Regions from separate parts of the Rattus norvegicus genome. Here region 1 is linked to region 2. Evidence: chromatin contacts called from public Hi-C data. All regions are on one chromosome and are shown on one strand. The core of a region is the stretch at or near the end of the contact, and the rest is flanking DNA. Distances in the headings are between cores, read along the strand shown.

Evidence for each region. Hi-C and Micro-C count contacts between places; a contact is called where the count stands out from the background.
Region 1: a contact with region 2 is called in a Hi-C map of liver, with 2.9 times the contacts expected there. The contact joins the enhancer-like site here to the promoter of Car3 in region 2. A contact is called at or near these places in 2 of 12 Hi-C or Micro-C datasets (kidney and liver).

What each region holds. Positions count from the first base shown.
Region 1 is chr2:88,594,202-88,599,578 of GRCr8, forward strand. No RefSeq gene overlaps it. Among named protein-coding and RNA genes, the nearest start is that of Car1, 46 kb to the left of the region's middle. Within about 2 kb of position 3,465, at least 3 of the 93 cell types and tissues checked have an H3K27ac peak or open chromatin away from gene starts, as enhancers often do. A contact at or near this core is called in liver, where this site is marked.
Region 2 is chr2:88,496,956-88,502,469 of GRCr8, forward strand. Car3 (carbonic anhydrase 3) reads right to left here and starts at 3,519. Exons shown (of 7, transcript NM_019292.4): 1 at 3,476-3,519; 2 at 2,620-2,817; 3 at 209-327. The coding sequence starts at 3,509.

The DNA.
Region 1 (5,377 bases), core at 2,215-4,714, 97 kb after region 2:
TCTCCTCAATGTTGAATATTAACTGAAAAAAAGGCTGCTATATCCAATTCTCATATGGGTGCTGAAGGTCTACATTCAAGTCCTCATGCTTGTGTGGCAAGTACTTTACAGTCATAATAATGCCAATTGCACATCCCAGTAATTCCATTTTGATTCTAAAGCCATTATCCTGAGAGCTGAAGATATAGGAGCATTACTTTATCCTGAGAAATACATGTTTAAAGGATTCTCAGTTTTTTAACTATTTTCTAGAAAATAAGCTATTTTACAATAAGTCTCATAGGAAGGACCTAGAAACTACTTGATTCCATAATTTGTGATTCGTTTGTTTAAGCTGAAAATAGAGCCCAGGATTTATGATAGGAAGGATAAAAATGTGACAGGAGACATACTAAGGACACCGATCTGCTCCCCCTAAGCTGAGTACCCACAGAAAGACTCCTTCTGATTGAAAGAGTTGAAGGAGCTTGCAACCCCATAAGAACAACAATGCCAACCAACCAGAGCTTCCAAGGACTAAACCACTACCGAAAGACTATACATGCACTGACCCAGGGCTCCAACTGTATATGTAACAGAGAATAGCCTTGTTGGCGCACCAGTGGAAGGGGACGCCCTTGGTCCTGCCAAGGTTGGACCCCCAGTGCAGGGGAATATGGGGGGCAGTAAGGGGGATGGATGGGGGGAATACCCATATGGGGGAGGGGGGACGGGAGCTTATGGACAGGAGACCAGGAAAGGGAATAACATTTGAAATGTAAGTAAAGAAATATATTTAATTTAAAAAAAAGAACAGAACAGAAAGACTCTTTGCTCCTCCATGGGGTTTCCCCATGCCTCTTTAAAGAAGCTGACATAGCAGCCATTGACAGACACATAGGAGTCCTTGGACTATCTGAGGATTTCACTGTCTTGTTCTTCTGTGCCCTCTTTGCTTGATGACTTTGGGTGGAATATTAAACATCATACAAGACACATCTGTTATTTTAAAATATTTGGCAGCTAACCTGTATGCCAAATTCTCTGGGCTACTCAGAAAGACCTTGAAAAAATGGTTTATTGGAACTTCAGTTTTCTCTTTTGTATGACCTACCATGTACTTCTACCAGAATGTGAGCTTCAGATCACCTTGCCTCTCAGGATAAAGTCAGCCATATAACAACTGTTCTTTCACCACAATGGAAGAATCTAGATCAGTGATTCTCAAGTTTCCTAATGCTGCATTAGCAGTGTAAGTATCTGTGTTTTCTTATGGTCTTAGGTGGCCCCTATGATACAGTCATTTGATCCTCAACCCAACAGTTAAAAACTGTTGATCTAGATGATCTATTGAGTCTCTTCTCCTGAGATGAGAAGTGTACCAAGAGAATAGCTAGATCTAATTGCCTAAAATGATGAGAATTCACCTTTCAATATACAATAAAAATTTCGAGGGCTAAGGAAATGACTCAGTGTGGTATGAATATGAAGACTAGAGTCTGGATCCCCATGACAGATGTAATGACCAGTCATGATCCCAGCCCTCGGAAGGCAGAGAGACACATCCCTTGAGCAAGCTGCCTAGTGAGCTCTTGATCTGGTGAGAGACCATCCTCAAAAATTATATAGTGGAAAACAACCACAAAGATAACTAACATCAGCTTTAGACCTCCACTTACACATGTGCATGCATGTATGCAAACACACACACACACACACACGTATGTACGTATATATTTGCCCCTATACATTATATATATATATATATATGCATGCAAACTGCACAAGCAGGCAAAAGGAAAAAATAAGTTTATAACTATACAGAAACAGATACTGGAGCCAGAGCACAGGCACTGGTTTGGTTGAGCAGATGTGGAGTCCTACTTGTCAAAGTTTGTCTTCTCATACCCTTCATTTAAGGCACCATTTTTAGAAACCATCATAACTGAATTTGGATTATGGTCCATTTGGCCAAGTTACAAAGAGACCATACGTATAATAAGCATGAATAAGAAGGGCCTTTAAAGAGACAAGAAAATATGAACCCCCTGCCAAATTCCCAAGTCAAGGTCAGGCTATTGTTTTTATAGATCTGTTCCCAATCAGTTTCAAAAGGTTACACAGGGTTAAATGAAGCAAAGAAAAACAACACAGTAGTTATTTTAAGTTAAATCAGATTCATCATTTTGAAGGACAAAAACATTGTTCTGTAGTATTACCATCCATCTAAAGCATTTTAAAAATTTCAAATATTCCCCTTGGGCAAAATATACAAGAATCATACCAGAAGTAACTGGAGGCCAATATTTGATTTATGCACACACACACACACACACACACACACACAAATACTAGCTAATGGTTAGTATTGCACTAATCCAGATGCTTGTGATCTGATGCACCTGAGACAAATTTGGACCCAAGGAGACAGCAGCCAGGGAGCAACTCATGCAGAAAAAGAAACACCTCAGACTAGCATCACTGAGAATCTGTCTGCAGAAACACTCTTGGGGAGTGGAGAGATCAATCTTTTCCTTTTAAGAATATAACTATTGTGTAACTCAAAGTATTAAAACACTTTATACAAATGAGTTCAGTCAAATAAAAAGAGCAGATGGATGAATTGGTGGGGAATAAGGCATTTAAGCACTTACAACATTCCTGCTCACCTATATATCCAGACTTCTCCATCAATCCCTCTCAACATCTCTATTTTTCTGACATCTACATTGAAACTAGGAAAAGAAGTCACTGCTCCTCCAAATCCATTATTCCCCACCAATTCATCCATCTGCTTCTATTGCTACAGGCTCATAACTATGCCATGCACACAAAGCACATTTTAAAAACCTTTCATTTCCTCCTTGTAGTGAAGCAAATTCGATGTTTCTTAAAACTTTTCCTTAGACCTGGCATGTGTCCCAACCTAAGATTCCAGACTTATCTTTAACTTCTTAGCTCAAATGTCCATGTTTCTAGCCATGTCTGTAGTGTCTGAACAAGCTATACTAGCATATATCATGGTGCCTTTCACACCCCCAGTGACAGATTTCATGGTGCCTATTTCCTTCAAGACTAAACAAATACTTATTTCAACTGGAGAAGCCCCTTATTGCTGCAGACTGTAATTACACCAAGCAAGGAGAGTTCCAGGCTATATCCTACATACTGAGTCCTTAAAGCAGAATACAAAAGCAAAAACAAATTTACTGAAAAACATACTATGTCTCTGTCTCTCAGCATCAGACACTCAGACCAGCAGATCAGACCTGAATATCAGCTGTGGTGACTAACATGATCCTATCCAATAAAATATCTCTTCATGTCTCTAGAATTGTGTTCTAAAAACAAAAGGCAACTGTGACAGAACGACACAAAGGCTACTGGGTAATACCAACATCAATGCTGGAGACTGACTAGGCTAGGGAATAGTCTAGTCTTGTAGTAAGAGTTGTTGAGCAAGAGTGAGCCCACAGCCATCACTCTTGTTTGCTGGCACATGTGCAAGATGAAATTTGCAAATAGATTCTTACAAAACAAACTGGCATTCCCAGTAGAGAGGTGAATGTTCACTTTCTTATTTGCTTATGTGCTCAGATTTATGGTTCCAGGACTTTTCATAAATCAGTGAATATTCACAGCAACTGCATGTGACAGCTAAGGAATATTGTGCAATTTTAACAACTTACCCTAACCCTTGCACTTGAATCTTAGGTGGGCTAGAAATAACGTGCGACTTACTAATCCATTTCGCCTCTAAGTGAATATAGCTTCCTACAGTTGGGAATCATTTTCTTCTATGAAAATACTGAATGAAAGGATTCAATTTTTAACTGAAGTAGAAATCTCATTTTTAGATAATGCTTGTAAGTTTTTAACTGTTCATCCTATATTCTACCTTTTAAAATCTACTACTGTGTATGGGAAGTAAATTTGGCTGTTGAGTAGTTACACTACTTGTCTAGCAGGCATCCAGTACTGCGTTTAATGTCTAGCACCATATACACCAAACAAGAGAATCAAGAGCAAGAAGCAAAAAGCTAAAAATGGTCAGCAGTTAAGGTTAACTTAGAGATTCAAAGTTCAAAGCCAATCATATCGTCAAAATATCAATACATCAGAACTTGCTTCAAAAAAGTTTTAATTTTTTTAAGTGGAATTAGAATTTTAAATTTTGTGTGCTGGTTTCACTGTTAACTTGTCAAATTTTATATATGTTGGTGTTTGTCTGTTTTGAGATAGGAGGTTATATGCAGGTTGACCTTATACTATGTACCCAAAAAAAGATTTGAATTCCTGATCCTCTAACTATTTCTCCTGAGCACTGGTATTGTGGAAGCCATCAAGCCCATCAAAGATTTATAATATTTTGGAAACAGATGTTTTTTGGGCATTCAGTATATCCCTGTCAATAGTTAACAAATTATGTGGGGTTGGGGATTTAGCTCAGCGGTAGAACGCTTACATAGCAAGGGCAAGGCTCTGGGTTCAGTCCCCAGCTCCGAAAAACAAAAATTCTGTGAATATTTTTATATAATTAATTAATTTTAATTAATTGTTTTATTGAAATTAAGCCCAAAATTATTTTGGGGGTAAATTAATTTACTTATGAATTATAATGTTATTTTATCTTTTGCCCAAATATTTTCCGAACTCAAAAACAACATACAAAACAACCCAGCAACTTTTTTTTTTTTGTCTTTGTTGGTGTAATCCTCAACATTTTCTTCTTAGTTTTGCAGTCTACACTTGTTCACTGCTTTATTATATGTTAATTCTTTGATTGTCCTGTCAGGTTCCCTGGAAACGATCCTGTGGTGTTTGGATGGAAACTGTCTAATACTTATGAATTAATTTTCAGGGTGAATAGCACCCACACACTAAGACTTCCATCAATGAGCATGATACAGATTTTCAGTGATTTGACAATTATATTTTCTTTTTCTTTTTTTTTTTTTTTTATTAACCTGAGTATTTCTTATATACATTTCGAGTGTTATTCCCTTTCCCGGTTTCCGGGCAAACATCCCCCTCCCCCCTCCCCTTCCTTATGGGTGTTCCCCTCCCAACCCTCCCCCCATTGCCGCCCTGCCACATAGACTAGTTCACTGGGGGTTCAGTCTTAGCAGGACCCAGGGCTTCCCCTTCCACTGGTGCTCTTACTAGGATATTCATTGCTACCTATAGGGTCAGAGTCCAGGGTCAGTCCATGTATAGTCTTTAGGTAGTGGCTTAGTCCCTGGAAGCTCTGGTTGCTTGGCATTGTTGTACTTTTGGGGTCTCGAGCCCCTTCAAGCTCTTCCAGTTCTTTCTCTGATTCCTTCAATAGGGGACCTATTCTCAGTTCAGTGGTTTGCTGCTGGCATTCGCCTCTGTATTTGCTGTATTCTGGCTGTGT
Region 2 (5,514 bases), core at 2,269-4,768:
TTTCTCAGTATAATCTGTGAAATAATCATGGAGGACGATAACCCACTTGCCCACTTCTCTCTGACCTAGGATATTTGGTGGCTTTACTTTGTGTTAAAGCTAAAATATCTTCAATGAAAGGCTTGAAGCAGAAAGAGTTGTGCAATTGTTTCTAATTTTTCCATTTTGATTGTTAAAGACCCAGAGTGGATTGGGCAGTTCCTCCTACCTCAGCAGCATACTTCACTCCATCCACTGTGTGCTCAGAGCCATGGTCATCCGAGGAGCCCCAGTGAAGATGGAATTGGCGAAGTCGGTAGGGTCCAGAGAGAGGGCCACCTCTCAGCACTGTGAATAAGATAACACGGTGACTGGTGAGCTCGGCCTGCCTCTGCAGAGCCCTGTCTGAAACCATAACTCTACTGAAGATTCTGTGGGTGAAAGATACCATCTGGGAACAGGGAACCATCCCCACAGTGCTTGTAACTCGAAGTTAGAACCTATCAAAGTAAGAATTTTCTTTTCTCTCTTATTGTTGCTTGCTCATGCTGTCATTTTAACACTCTAGAAAACAAATTAACATAGCAGAGATGTTATAACAGCCCTGAGAACAGATTAGCAGTACGGTACTGTTGGGAAGAGTCACACATTGGACAAGATTTAGGTACCATTCTGAATTTCACCCTCATAGTTGTGTGATCTCAGGCAAGATGCTCAACTTCTCTGAACTGGTCTTTGAATCTCTAAGAAGGTGATAATAATTCTACACTTTGTGAGCCACTGTGAGGATTAACTGAGATTTAAGCTCATCTCACAGTCCCTGTCAGGGATCACGGAGCAGGCGGGAATTCCTTTTTCGAGTCCTACTTTTAGCTGTGTTTTTCCTTAGATGACAAGCCAGAACTCTCATGCACATCTGCTTTAGACTGTCTCTACTCAAGTCAGATGGATAAAAGTTCAGGAATTTCCCAGGAAGCTAGTCAAGGTGGAAGGATATATATGATCATTCTTGGGCATCAGTTTGGGCAGTTATCTTAATTTCCATGTAATTTGCTCTCAATTCCTCTCACTGGAGTGTAATTTAAAGGTTCAGATATCTTCCCAAGGATGATGAAAATGGTACAGAAATCCTAAAAATCAAGATGTAGCAAGGTACGTTCAATGCAAATAGCACTGTAATCGCAGCTATATTAGCTTGATTTCTCTCCATGACACAGGAAACGCCACAGTGCAGACTTAAGCAATAATTTTAGGCTTGAACCAGCTTGATCCCTTGATGGGAAGGAAGTGGTTTGGTTTTTTGTAGTTTCCTGTCCAATCATTGAAATAGCTATGAGTTGGATATGAGTCTGATTTATTTACTAATTACTATTCAGTTATTAATAATTATTAGTTTTGTTTATTATTAATTATTTATTATTTATCTATGTATTATCTAATTATTAATCTCTAACATTTAACTATATTTCTTTTAAAAAAGCTACTTTATGTGTTTCTGCTTGGTGAATGATCTTTAATTTCATTTTTTGTTGTTATTGTTTGCTTTTTTTTTCTCCTAAATGACTCTTCACCTTTTAAGGGAAGGAAAAAAATGGGGAAGAGTAACATATAACAATTGCTCAAAAAGTAGTAAGCTTCTGCCCTCTTCCTACCCTGGAAGGGGGAGTTGTATGTCACTCTATCATTATTTCTTAAGACATCACCAGAATGGTCATTCATGTTTATCAACAAAGGAAATTTTAACTTAATTAGGAAATTGCGTTCTTAATTACTAAAGACTAATTCTCAGTTAGACTCACTTGCAATGAGATAAAGCTTGCAATTTTTGAGTTTTACTCTATAGCCCTCGCTGGACTGGAACTCATCAGAATACCAGGTTAGCCCTATATTTGTGGCAATCCTCTTGCCTTTGCCTCTTGAGTATTGGGATTACAGGTATGAGCCACCAAGCCTTTCTGAAATTTCAAATTATTTCAAATTAGTATTCAAATGTTCAAAATATTTCAGATTAGTCTTCTTTGATGTCACAGATTGGTTACTAATGTAGGCAAAAAAAAAAAAAAACCCTCCTCCCTCCCAGGAATGTTTCAATTTCACACTAACACTGGCCCAAGGAAAAGTGGTCATATACATCAGAAACACTCACTACAAAGATTCTTTGCGTTAACACCAGTGAGATACTTACTGAAACCAGGCTATTTTAACTGACATAGTGGGCCTGCCTTTTCACATTAATTAGCCTCCTTCCAGCCAGCAGGGAAGAGAGGGCCTATTTTATTTCTTGAAGCCTGGGGGGAGCCTGTTCTCCATACCACTCAGAAACCACAAGAATGTTGTCTCTCAATGGTCAGAAAGACCACGTGGGCTCCCTGCCTTCCCCTCTTGATCCATACTTTGTCTCTGGAGTGCTTTGCTAACTTTTAGCATGGGCATATGGCCATTTTGCAGCAACAAGAGGGTGTGACATTCTTCTTCATGATGTGAATATAGTTCTTTACAACTAGAGCCAAGTCTAAAGTCATCTCCATTGCAGGAATGAACTTCTCCCTCTTTCCATAATTCTGTTACCATTTCACATATTGCATCTTGCCATTAGATACCGAAAACACCCACATGACCCTTTCTAAGTGCTATACTTACTGGACCTGTCGAAAGTATCATCAAACACAACTCTGCAGGTCTTCCCATTGTTCAGGATGGTCTTAGCAGAGCCAGGATCATAAGATACTGACCAAGGCTGCAGAGAAGGATCATGCCTGATGTCTTTAGTATGCAGTTCAATGGGTGACTGGTTGTCCCCTTTGGCAATTGGATAAAGTTCATGCCAGTGCTCAGGACCTAGGAAGTAAATGACAGGGATTTTATTCATTTAATAGTAAAGCCCAAGACCTCTATCTGGTGAACTATGCCAGCAAACTATACAGAAGCCAAAGAGTGTTTACAGGAAGGTCTCTGGTTCAAATTGAGCAACACAGTTCTTTGATTTCAAACCTACTTAGAACCTTGCTTCCTGTGCTCAAAGAGCATGCCAATCTCTGCATTCCCTCCCCTGGCTTGAGAATCATGTAACCAGAAAAGCTTATCTTTGAAATGAATCACAGACTGATCACATATTTTTGGATACTTTGTAGCTTGCAAAGGATACTTTTCTTCTTTTTCCCAAAGCTGACTTGATTGAAGCAGAGATTGTTACAGCCCCCCCCCCCCCGAACTCAAATAGGCCAAGTGCTCACTGCTCAGTTTCACAGAATAAGATTCAACTGAACCTGACTTTGGGCTGAATGACTTCTCAGATACATTATCGGACCTTAAGCTAGTGATAGTGGGTGCGTCTCTGAGCTTCAGGTTCCTCCGTGGAAAGGAAAACAGTGAGTCATGTTTAAAAGACAAGCAGCATAGGACACCAGAAAACTCTCAGTATATGCTATTTCTTAACTATTTCTACCTGCACACCTGTGCAATGCAGGCACACCCGTAGTGTCCTGGACCCACTCACCATTGTGGCTGGCGTAACCCCACTCCTTAGCCATGGCCTTTCCTGTCTCTCAGCGCTGGACAGCTCCTGCTTTTGCTTGCTCCTGTTGTCCGGCAAAAGCTCCAAAAAGTCCCCACTTTTATATAGGTCTCCTGCAGTGTGCATGGCCTTATTAGGTCAGCGGGTGAGGAAGGGGGCTAAACTGGATTGGGGTGGTACTCGGAAGGCGGGGCGGGGGAGCCAATGAATTACAAGCGGTGGACAGCTGTCGGGGTGAGAGGGTGGCAGGAGGGGGCAGGGAGGAGGCACGGAGGGGGAACGGAGGGGGACAGAAGACTCCCTTCTTGGCTCTTGCAAAAGCCCTGGCTCTTTCCTCTGTTTCCTTTGCAGACTACCAAGCAACTGAGCTTTCTAAGAGCTCGGCTTTGGTAGCGTTGGTTCCCTCCATTTTCACTCACTTGGGGGTCTGGAGGAGCAGCCGACTCAGGCTGCAGTCCCGTGTGTTACTTAGCAGCTAAAAATTGCACCCACGGCTCTTGCAGCCTTCCTCAGAAAACTTTTACCTCGGAATGAAGGACCCGCTGCAGTCTCTGGACGCTTGAGTTCCTTTTCCCGCAGGAATCCGGTTAGGGTGGAAAGAGCTCTTCTGATCCTCTGACTAGTGCGTGATTCCCCTACGGAAAACGTGTAAAATCCTGGAAATAGAGATGAGGAGGAATCTGGGACTGCATGCTTTCCGGTCCCAACATCCTTAACGGGATGAGTTTCTAAGGTAGACTGCCTAGGCTTCACATCCAGCCTAACTTAGTTTGTCTAGTATGACTCGGGAGCACAGCACAGAATCCCGGTCAGCCAGGGAGGGACTCTGCACCCCAGCCTTACTCAGCAGCAGTCTGGGACAGAACCACACTGGGAGCTGTGCTCTGTTCACCTCAGGACACCAAGAATATCTGAAGCTTTAAAAGAGTAGCATCAAAAAAGAGTATGCTACATAAAAATTTCACACTCCAAGACATAATTAGAGACAAGGGAGGGAAACAAAAAGGAAAAGGTCTATGAGATCGGTTGGGTCTTGTGTTTTTTCTCTCAGTCCTAGTGTGTTTTGTAATACAGTAAACCACATAAATGGAGACTAAAACTGGCATATCCCATTTGTGCATAACAAAGGTATAATTAGAAATATCTGGTTATGCCTCACATGAAAGAAGCCAGTATAATAGATGTTTGCAATTCTATGCATCTATTATGGAAAAAAAAAACTTGTTTGGGCAAGAATATCTTGAGACCAAAAAGATACACCTCGTGTTGGAAATGTCTTGAACAAGATTTCTGCAAGCATTTTCTTATAACTTTTACTTTTATAAAAAGTGACTTTTTCAGTTTACTTTTTCTTGTGGGTAACAAAACCTGAGAAGGAAATCTCTCTTCATTGCCAAGACAGCTCATCGGCTAAGTATGTGGAATGGCTGACCACACGCAGAACCTGGACGCCAGGGGAGTCAGTCTCAGGGTATTTTTGTGACCAGGGATCACTTGATCCACACAATAGCACTGTGGAATCAGGAGCCCTCAGTTAGTTTGGAAGATCCAAGCAAACACAGAGAAACAAATAACTTAGCTCTAAGTCAAGGGGCCGTGCATGCCTGGGTTTCTAGCTCACCATGATGGCTGCTGCTGTGTGTGAGATTAATAGAGGTACTTTAAAGTTATGGCTACATGATGGTTGGTATGAGTAAGCCATAGTCTCATTCCAGGCTGTCAGCTGTGACAGGAACTTTTCTCTGACCTGGATAATCAGGAGACTGATAGCTAAATCTTATAGTTACCAAGACTATTTATTTGATACTGAGTATTGAGGTAAGAAACACAATGAATTATAAATGTAATCTAGTAATTATAATGTTACTACTGTTTATGCCTAGAGTATCTTTTTAAATGCTTTGTTTGCACCTTAACAATGTACAAGAAAAGCCAAGGCTACATAATAAAGCCTTGTCACAAAGAAAGGAAGGAAGAAAAAAGAAGGAAAGAAAGAAAGAGAGAGAAAGAAAGAAAGAAGT